2 separate regions of the Triticum aestivum genome follow, and region 2 is linked to region 1. A link is a contact called in public Hi-C data. All regions are on one chromosome and are shown on one strand. The core of a region is the stretch at or near the end of the contact, and the rest is flanking DNA. Distances in the headings are between cores, read along the strand shown.

What was found. A called contact is a pair of places that touch in the nucleus more often than the background predicts.
Region 2: a Hi-C map of leaf shows a contact between it and region 1, with 10 times the contacts expected there. The contact joins the promoter of LOC123052200 here to the enhancer-like site in region 1. A contact is called at or near these places in 2 of 5 Hi-C or Micro-C datasets (both in leaf).

The regions. Positions count from the first base shown.
Region 1 is chr2D:136,114,801-136,118,535 of IWGSC CS RefSeq v2.1, forward strand. No RefSeq gene overlaps it. Among protein-coding and RNA genes, the nearest start is that of LOC123052199, 8.5 kb to the left of the region's middle. Within about 2 kb of position 1,956, at least 2 of the 8 cell types and tissues checked have an H3K27ac peak or open chromatin away from gene starts, as enhancers often do. A contact at or near this core is called in leaf, where this site is marked.
Region 2 is chr2D:136,622,308-136,626,042 of IWGSC CS RefSeq v2.1, forward strand. LOC123052200 (probable LRR receptor-like serine/threonine-protein kinase At1g74360) reads left to right here and starts at 1,713. Exons shown (of 2, transcript XM_044475312.1): 1 at 1,713-1,983; 2 at 2,102-3,735. The coding sequence starts at 1,938.

The DNA of each region.
Region 1 (3,735 bases), core at 706-3,205:
AGAATCCGTTGGGTGCTCATTTGATGTCCGAACACGTCCGGATGTATGAGGGATAAATGAGTTTCGGTGTCCGAACACGTCCGGATGTATGAGGGATAAATGAGTTTCGGCCTTGGAGACAACGTTTATCATTTGTTTCCTTCATTTATATATATTATAGCCGGTAGCAACAGACAAATGAGTTTCGGTCTTAGAGACAATCTTTATCATTGTTTTCTTTATTTATATGTATTATAGCCCGTAGCAACGCACGGGCATTCTACTAGTTATTGGTAATGTTCGTACGGTTGAAAGACTGACAACATCATTGCTTCAGTCCAATTGCAGCCTCTTTACCAAAGTCTTTAGAGTATTTCTTCGAGTAGAGATTGATACTGCGAAGGTGTTTTCAAGAAATTTCATTGCAATTAATAATTATAGGAGTTACTTTGTATTTTTTATCTTAGGTTCAAATCAGTGTACCTGTAATTGTTATGAGTATGAATAAAGTTATAGGTGTTTAAAAAAAAGAACGACTTGATTTCTTTTAACTTAATTTTTTTTTGGAAAAAGAGAACGACAGCTGAGATACGGTCTGCATAACGATCAATCAGTGCCTTCCTTGCACAAACTCTCAGCGTCCCGGCCAATACCACACGCTCTGAGTCGCCCGACGCGTGCATGCAAATGCAAGCAATCAAATCAAGCAGGTCGACCGTCGACGTCGATCCACATCGCCGCACACGTACGCTCGCCTGCACTCTACCTAGCGTGCTTATGTTGACCATGCATAACAAACGTTTGACCGCTGCCTCGTCACGTATCGCCCCCACCCCAATGATCGCACGCGCGTAACATGTGTGCTTGCGACGCCTCGATCGCCTGCATCGGGACACACAGAGCCGCTGCTATCCGGCCGCGCGTCGTCTTTGGCGTTTCACGTGTCGGGAGGAGACGTTTTCATTGACTAGAAAGACGTTTGTGTCTTTTTAAGATGCTAAAGTTGCAAGCATGATTAAAAAGACGCTAAAACTAGTTTTGAGACTAAATTTTTTTAGTCAGGGTACCCCTACTAAAATGTGAATTAGTCCTCTCTTTCCTCATTTAACTCCCTTCCTTTAACATATGCGAGTTCTGTATTGAAGGGTTTGAAGGATAATAAATGCCCATTAACTTGATTTTAGTCTCTTTAATATTTGGATCCAAGCATGGGTGAGGCTAGCAAGTTTTAGTCCCACTACTTTTAATCATGAGACTAAAACGTATCAAGCACCCTCTTAGAATGACTTCTACAATCTTTAGACTAGCCACAATGGATGGTAACATACAGTAGTAACATGGGCATGTTATTACTCTATGTTACTACTTCTATAGTGAGGAGCAACATATGTGTGGTAACATGCAACACTTCATTTATTATGCTATAGACTTATCTTGCCTTGATATGTGTGATGTTACTCATACTAGTAGTAACTAGCTATGTTACTACATGCCTCTCTTTCTTCATTTATTACTTGTCACATCATCTATTTTATCTAGATATATGTGATGTTACTACCTATGTTACTCTTATTGTGGGTAGTCTTAGATGTTGTCCTCGCTTAGTATCTTGAAAATGATCATAAAAATAGAATGTGAGTGCATGCGTTTATATGAATGAGGGTATGTGCATGTACGTGGACACTTGTGTTGTAGTTGTAGTAAGTACCATGTTAAAAAAACAAACCAAGGAGCATCCATCAAAGTTTTTTTTTCAAGCGTCCATCAAAGTTAGCCGGACGCATGTGCCGCTGATTGCGACGACGGGAAGGGAACAAACGACTGAGCGAAGGCAGATAGATCATTCGCAACAGCACCGTCGTCCCGATCACTTCTGTCTTGTCGCGTACGTATATGCTTCTGCTATGCGCTGTGCATGTGCTCGCGACCAACCATGCGCGTGCCTCGATCCAACAATCATTCCGTCTCTGCTTCCCGGATCTAAACGGATCATCCATCACTAGACAGGAGAGCTGTTGGTTTCTGGCGTCTTCACGGCTCTGTGCCAGACGTAAAGCACCATGTTAATTGTGCTGTGACAAGGACATGTGGAGACTGCACGTGCAGCTCAAGCCACACGCCGCCGGTTAGTTAGCCAAGATCCTGTCCGCCGCGCGGCGCGGCTAGGTAGGTGTAACTTCTCACCGGATTTTGTGCGTGTCTCTTCTAGAGGCCAGGGGGAGAATGTGACACGCTGTTCATCATGTGTTCATGGCGACCTAATTACTTCAGCGTAATTTAATTTCGCGTCGCGTCGCATCCCACCTAACCCGAAAGAAACAAGGGCATACGCATACGTGCAGGTTAGTTTTCTTTTCGGTCAAAAGCACGAGTTCTCCCCGCGGAAAAAGAAGCAGCACGCCACGGGTTCAATCCAAACCCCAAGTAATCGCTGGAGAAAAATGGTGCCTCCGTACGGGAGGATGTTTACGCATGCGCGTTAGTCAGACGACGAACAGTTTTCTTCAAAACCACGCCATGCACGCATGCGTGTAAACTAATGTGAAAAATTGTTGTTCTCGCATGGATGCATGCATATGCTTGCACGTCGCCATATGGCCGGTTGGAAAAGGCGCGTGGAAACATTAGGGTTTTTGTCAGAAAATGAGGAGCCGATATTACGTACCCCTCCTTAAGGAAATATAAGAAGCTTAGATCACTAATAAAGTAGTGATCTAAACACTCTTATACTATTTCTTTACAAAAAAAAATGCATGCACGTCGCCATATGAATGGACAAGTGAAGTGGTACACAATATCACACCACTCTAGTCTACGCTCCTCCCTCTGAGCGTACGCCCGTGCGTCACTCCGACACTACGTCCACCTCCTACTGCCGTTAGCCGCTCAATCTAAGTTGGACACCTCCCTCTCCCTCTTCCTGCCCCGTGCTGAAGCCATGGCCTCGAGCCCGAACTCCATGACCGCCCCTTCTCGCAGGGCTGGCGACCGGCCGATGATTTCTGGGTTGTGTATCTCCTCCTGCTCGAAGACGCCTGGTGTCCGCGGTGATGGTGCAAAAAACTGTCAGATCCCTCGGTAGGGGTCCAAGCCCGGCTAAAAGTCTTAGAGTGGAGTTTACACGAGGTTTTTATCCAAGTTCGGGCCTTCAGAGAGTAATACCCTACGTCCTGCCTGTTCATTACAAGAAATATGTCAACTAGTGACCTTCTGTCAGTGACCCTGGAAGAATTGGTCATAGATCTATGACCATTTCAGACCAATTGGTCAAAAGCTGTTCGGGGGGCTCCAAACCCTAAACTATAATGCCATTTTGGTCAGAAAGGTCGTAATTTCCTTATACGAAATGGTCATAAAGCAGATAGCACTGGTCCGCTGCCTTATTTCTAGCTGATCACGACCAATATAGATGGACATAACCTTGTAAATTGTGGTGGGTTGCTATGACTAGGCGCCACCTCATCAGTTTTGCCTATGTGTCATGTCCATGTGGCATTTTTTGCCCCAGGTTGTGAAGCAACCTATATTTCTGTCATTCCCAAAATTCCCAAAAAATCCTCATAAATTCTTTGGGTCATATCTTCGTGAAATATGTAAAAAACCTTCCTTGCCTAGTTAAAAAATAATTCAACAATATTCATTTTCATATTCTGTTCAGAACAACACTTTGTGAAGGAAGTACCACTTTGGCATGTCCAAATAGTATCCATTTTCTACAGTGCTTTCCTATGCCCAAATAACCATCCTCCACCAAAT
Region 2 (3,735 bases), core at 463-2,962, 510 kb after region 1:
AGATGAAGGGCTCGTGCCCTGCTTCCCGCTCATCACGGCCTTGCTCTTGAGGGAGGGGGCACGATCCGACAACGAGGGATTCGAGCGCGGAAGCAGTGCCACGAAACTCTGAGTCGTTGACCGATGATCCCATCGATCCTTCTTTCGATCACATAGCGGAATTCTCAATGAAAGCACCAATGTCAGTACTAAAGCCGGTAGACCTCGGGGTAGGGGGTCCTGAGTTGTGGGTCTCGGATCTGTGGGTAACAAGGGACAAGGGAGACAATATTTACCCAGGCTTTGGCTCTCTCGAAGAGGTAATACCCTGCGTCCTACTTTGGTTGTATTGATGGTTGTGTATCGGACGAGCGCGCCGATGGCGAGCGGCAGATGGAGTCGGAGCGCCGCTTGGCGCGGGAGCCGGAGGAGGAGCGCGGCAGGGCAGACGACGGAGGTGGCAGCACGTGCGGCGTGGAAAACCGCGTTCCCCTGGGCTAGGCCGGCGCCGACGTTCATCGACCCATCGGCCCCGGGGAAGAGGATGACGACGACGCCTAGGGCAACACGCAGACCGCGCAGACTTTTTTTTAGTTTTTTAGAGTTTTATTAATCTTTAAGTGAACTTTGGCCAGCGGTTGACCGGCTATTTAAGGTTTAATTATATTCATTTTGGCCGCGTGTTTTTTAAAAAAAAAATAGACGCGAGAAAAAATAAGTTTGCCACTTGTTGGACGCATCGATTGACCCAAACCAAAGAGTAGACGCGCCCGACCGCTTGGCCAACCTAAAACAAAGAACAGTTTTGCTAGAACTCATCTAAATGAGATATAGTTTGGTCTCATTCACCTTTTATAGCCATTGGATGTGATGCTATAAGATGCGTGTGTGCTGACGTGAGTTGTACCTGTTTTTGTTTTTAAGGTGAATGAAACCAAATTATATCTCATCTAAATGAGTTATAGGCACTTCCAACAAAGAAAACGTGTGTCCGTTTATCGCCGCGTTAACTCTTCACACGCGCAGGGCGCATCATTACTGCGTTGTGCGTTTTGGAAGCTTCACGTCTGCACGCGCGCGCGCCCACCACGCGCACGGGGCACCCGTGCGTGCGCAGGCCGTTCGCTTCGGCCCCATCATAACTCCGGCGGCAGGCTGACCCAAACCGTTGCCGTCCTTTCGCCTGTCAACAACGGCGGCCGCTATTACCTGGACCAACAGTCCAAGCCAAAACATCATAGTACTACCAGCTTTTCTCTCATGGAAAAATGAAAATGTTAGTATAGTAGATCAAGAGAAGAGAAACAACATCCAACGAAGCTTCCGGTGGAATTTCGGCGGGCACCTACGCAACGAGCAAGGATCTTGAGATGTCGTCATGCGGCCATATGGTAACTTGAGATGTCGCCGGAGCTGTTAAAAATTGCCGATCCCTTCTTGTTCCCGCAGTGCGAGTATTTATTCCCGACATTGCTGACGTGCGTTCTCTCAAATTTAAAAATCGCCAGTTAAAAACGGCGACAAATCAAGGCCTTGGAGGGAAAGCAAGGGAGGGAGGAAGGGAATTCAGAGGCCACAACCAAACCAGTGAGTCGGTCAGACTCGTGCCCTTTTGGCTCCCCGTGCAGTCAGCGCCGAATTAACAAAGATGGAACAGCGAGAATTCAAAGGTCCAGACGGGGGACAGCGACGCCCCTCTGCATACTAGTCCCTCCACCCACATGTGGATTAACCCCTAAACAACCTCAGACTTTTGTTTTGTCTTTCCTTTCCTCGCTTGCTTACTTCACACCCCTCGTCGGCCTCGTCTTCGGATTGTGGGGCAAGCCAAGCGAACACCGAGCAGAGCAGAGGCGCCGAGCCAAGAAGAAGCATAGGCATAGGCGGCTCGCGCATGAGGAGAGGCACACCTTTCGTCTAGGATTCGATTCGTCCATGATTATTCAGGAGGGCAAGCCATGTCTCCCCTGCTCCTCCGGTTCCTCTGCCTACTCCTCCTCGCAGGTACATACCGCCGGCCTCCCTTTCTTTCTTGCTCTCTTATCTTCTTCTCTTCTTGGGGCGTGAGAGCTGAATTGCGCGTGGAGTCGGTCTAATTTGAGTGGGTCGATTACTCTTGAAGGTGAGGCGGCGCTGACAGGCGCGCAGAGCGGCGGCGACAAGGAGGTGCTGGTGGAGCTCAAGCGCTTCCTGGTTGCCAACAACAGGTTCAACCGCGGCGACTACGACGGGTGGCAGGAGTCGGACCTGTCGCCGTGCCAGTGGAAGGGCGTCGGCTGCGACAGGGGCAGCCGCGTCGCGTCTCTGAACCTGGCGGGCTCGACCATCTCCGGCCAGGTGTTCGGCAACTTCTCGCGGCTCTCGGCGCTCACGTCGCTCGACCTCTCCGGCAACTCCATCAACGGCCCGCTCCCGGCCGCCGACCTCAACCAATGCCGCGGCCTCCTGCACCTCAACCTCTCCCACAACCTCATCACCGGTCCGCTCAACCTCTCCGGGCTGACCAGGCTACAGACGCTCGACGTGTCGGGGAACCGGCTCGAGGGCGGCGTCGCCGTCAACTTCCCGGCGATATGCGCCGACCTCAACTTGCTCGACCTGTCCACCAACAATCTCACGGGCAACATCACCGGCCTGTTCGATGGCTGCGTCAGGCTCGACAAGGTCGACCTCAGCTCCAACAACTTCACCGGCGAGCTATGGCCTGGAATCGCGAAATTCAGGGAATTCAGCGCCGCCGAGAACAACCTCACCGGGAGCGTCCCGTGGAGCACGTTTCCTGACGGCTGCAGGCTCCAGTCCTTGGACCTCTCCGATAACCAGCTGGTCGGGGGCTTCCCGGATTCCGTCGCCAATTGCACGAATTTGACGTACATGTCGCTGTGGGGGAATAATTTCACTGGGATTATACCTGCCGGAATCGGGAAGCTCGCCGTCCTCGAGACGTTGATTCTTGGGAACAACAAGTTCGATCGGAAGATACCGCCGGAGCTGACGAACTGCGGGAGACTTCAGTTCTTGGACATGAGCACCAACAACTTTGGAGGCGACGTGCAACAGATTTTCGGCAACTTTACGAGCTTGAAGTATCTTGTGCTTCATCACAACAATTACACCGGCGGCATCGTGGCCTCCGGCGTGCTCCGGCTACCGCTGCTCGCCAGGCTCGACCTCAGCTTCAACCAGTTCACCGGCGAACTCCCTCCAGAGGTGGCCAACATGAAGAGCCTCAAGTACCTGATGCTCGCCGAGAACAACTTCTCCGGCACCATACCGCCGGTGTACGGCTGTCTCGCCGAGCTCCAGGCGCTAGACCTGTCTAACAACACGCTCACAGGTGGGATCCCAGCGAGCATAGGAAACCTCACGTCGCTCCTATGGCTGATGCTCGCCGGGAACCAGCTCTCCGGAGAGATACCACCTGAAATCGGCAACTGCACCAGCTTGCTCTGGCTGAACCTGGCCGACAACCGGTTGACTGGCAAGATTCCACCGGAGATGGCAGAGATAGGGAGGAATCCCGGCCCGACCTTCGCCAAGAACCGGAATGATACGAGCGTGCTCGCCGGCTCCGGCGAGTGCCAGGCCATGAAACGGTGGATCCCGGCGAGCTATCCCCCGTTCAGCTTCGTCTACTCCGTCATGACCCGGGAGAACTGCCGCAGCATATGGGACCGCATCCTCAAGGGCTACGGAATCGTCCCAATTTGCACCAACTCGTCGTCGCCGGCGAGGTCCAACACGGTCTCCGGGTAC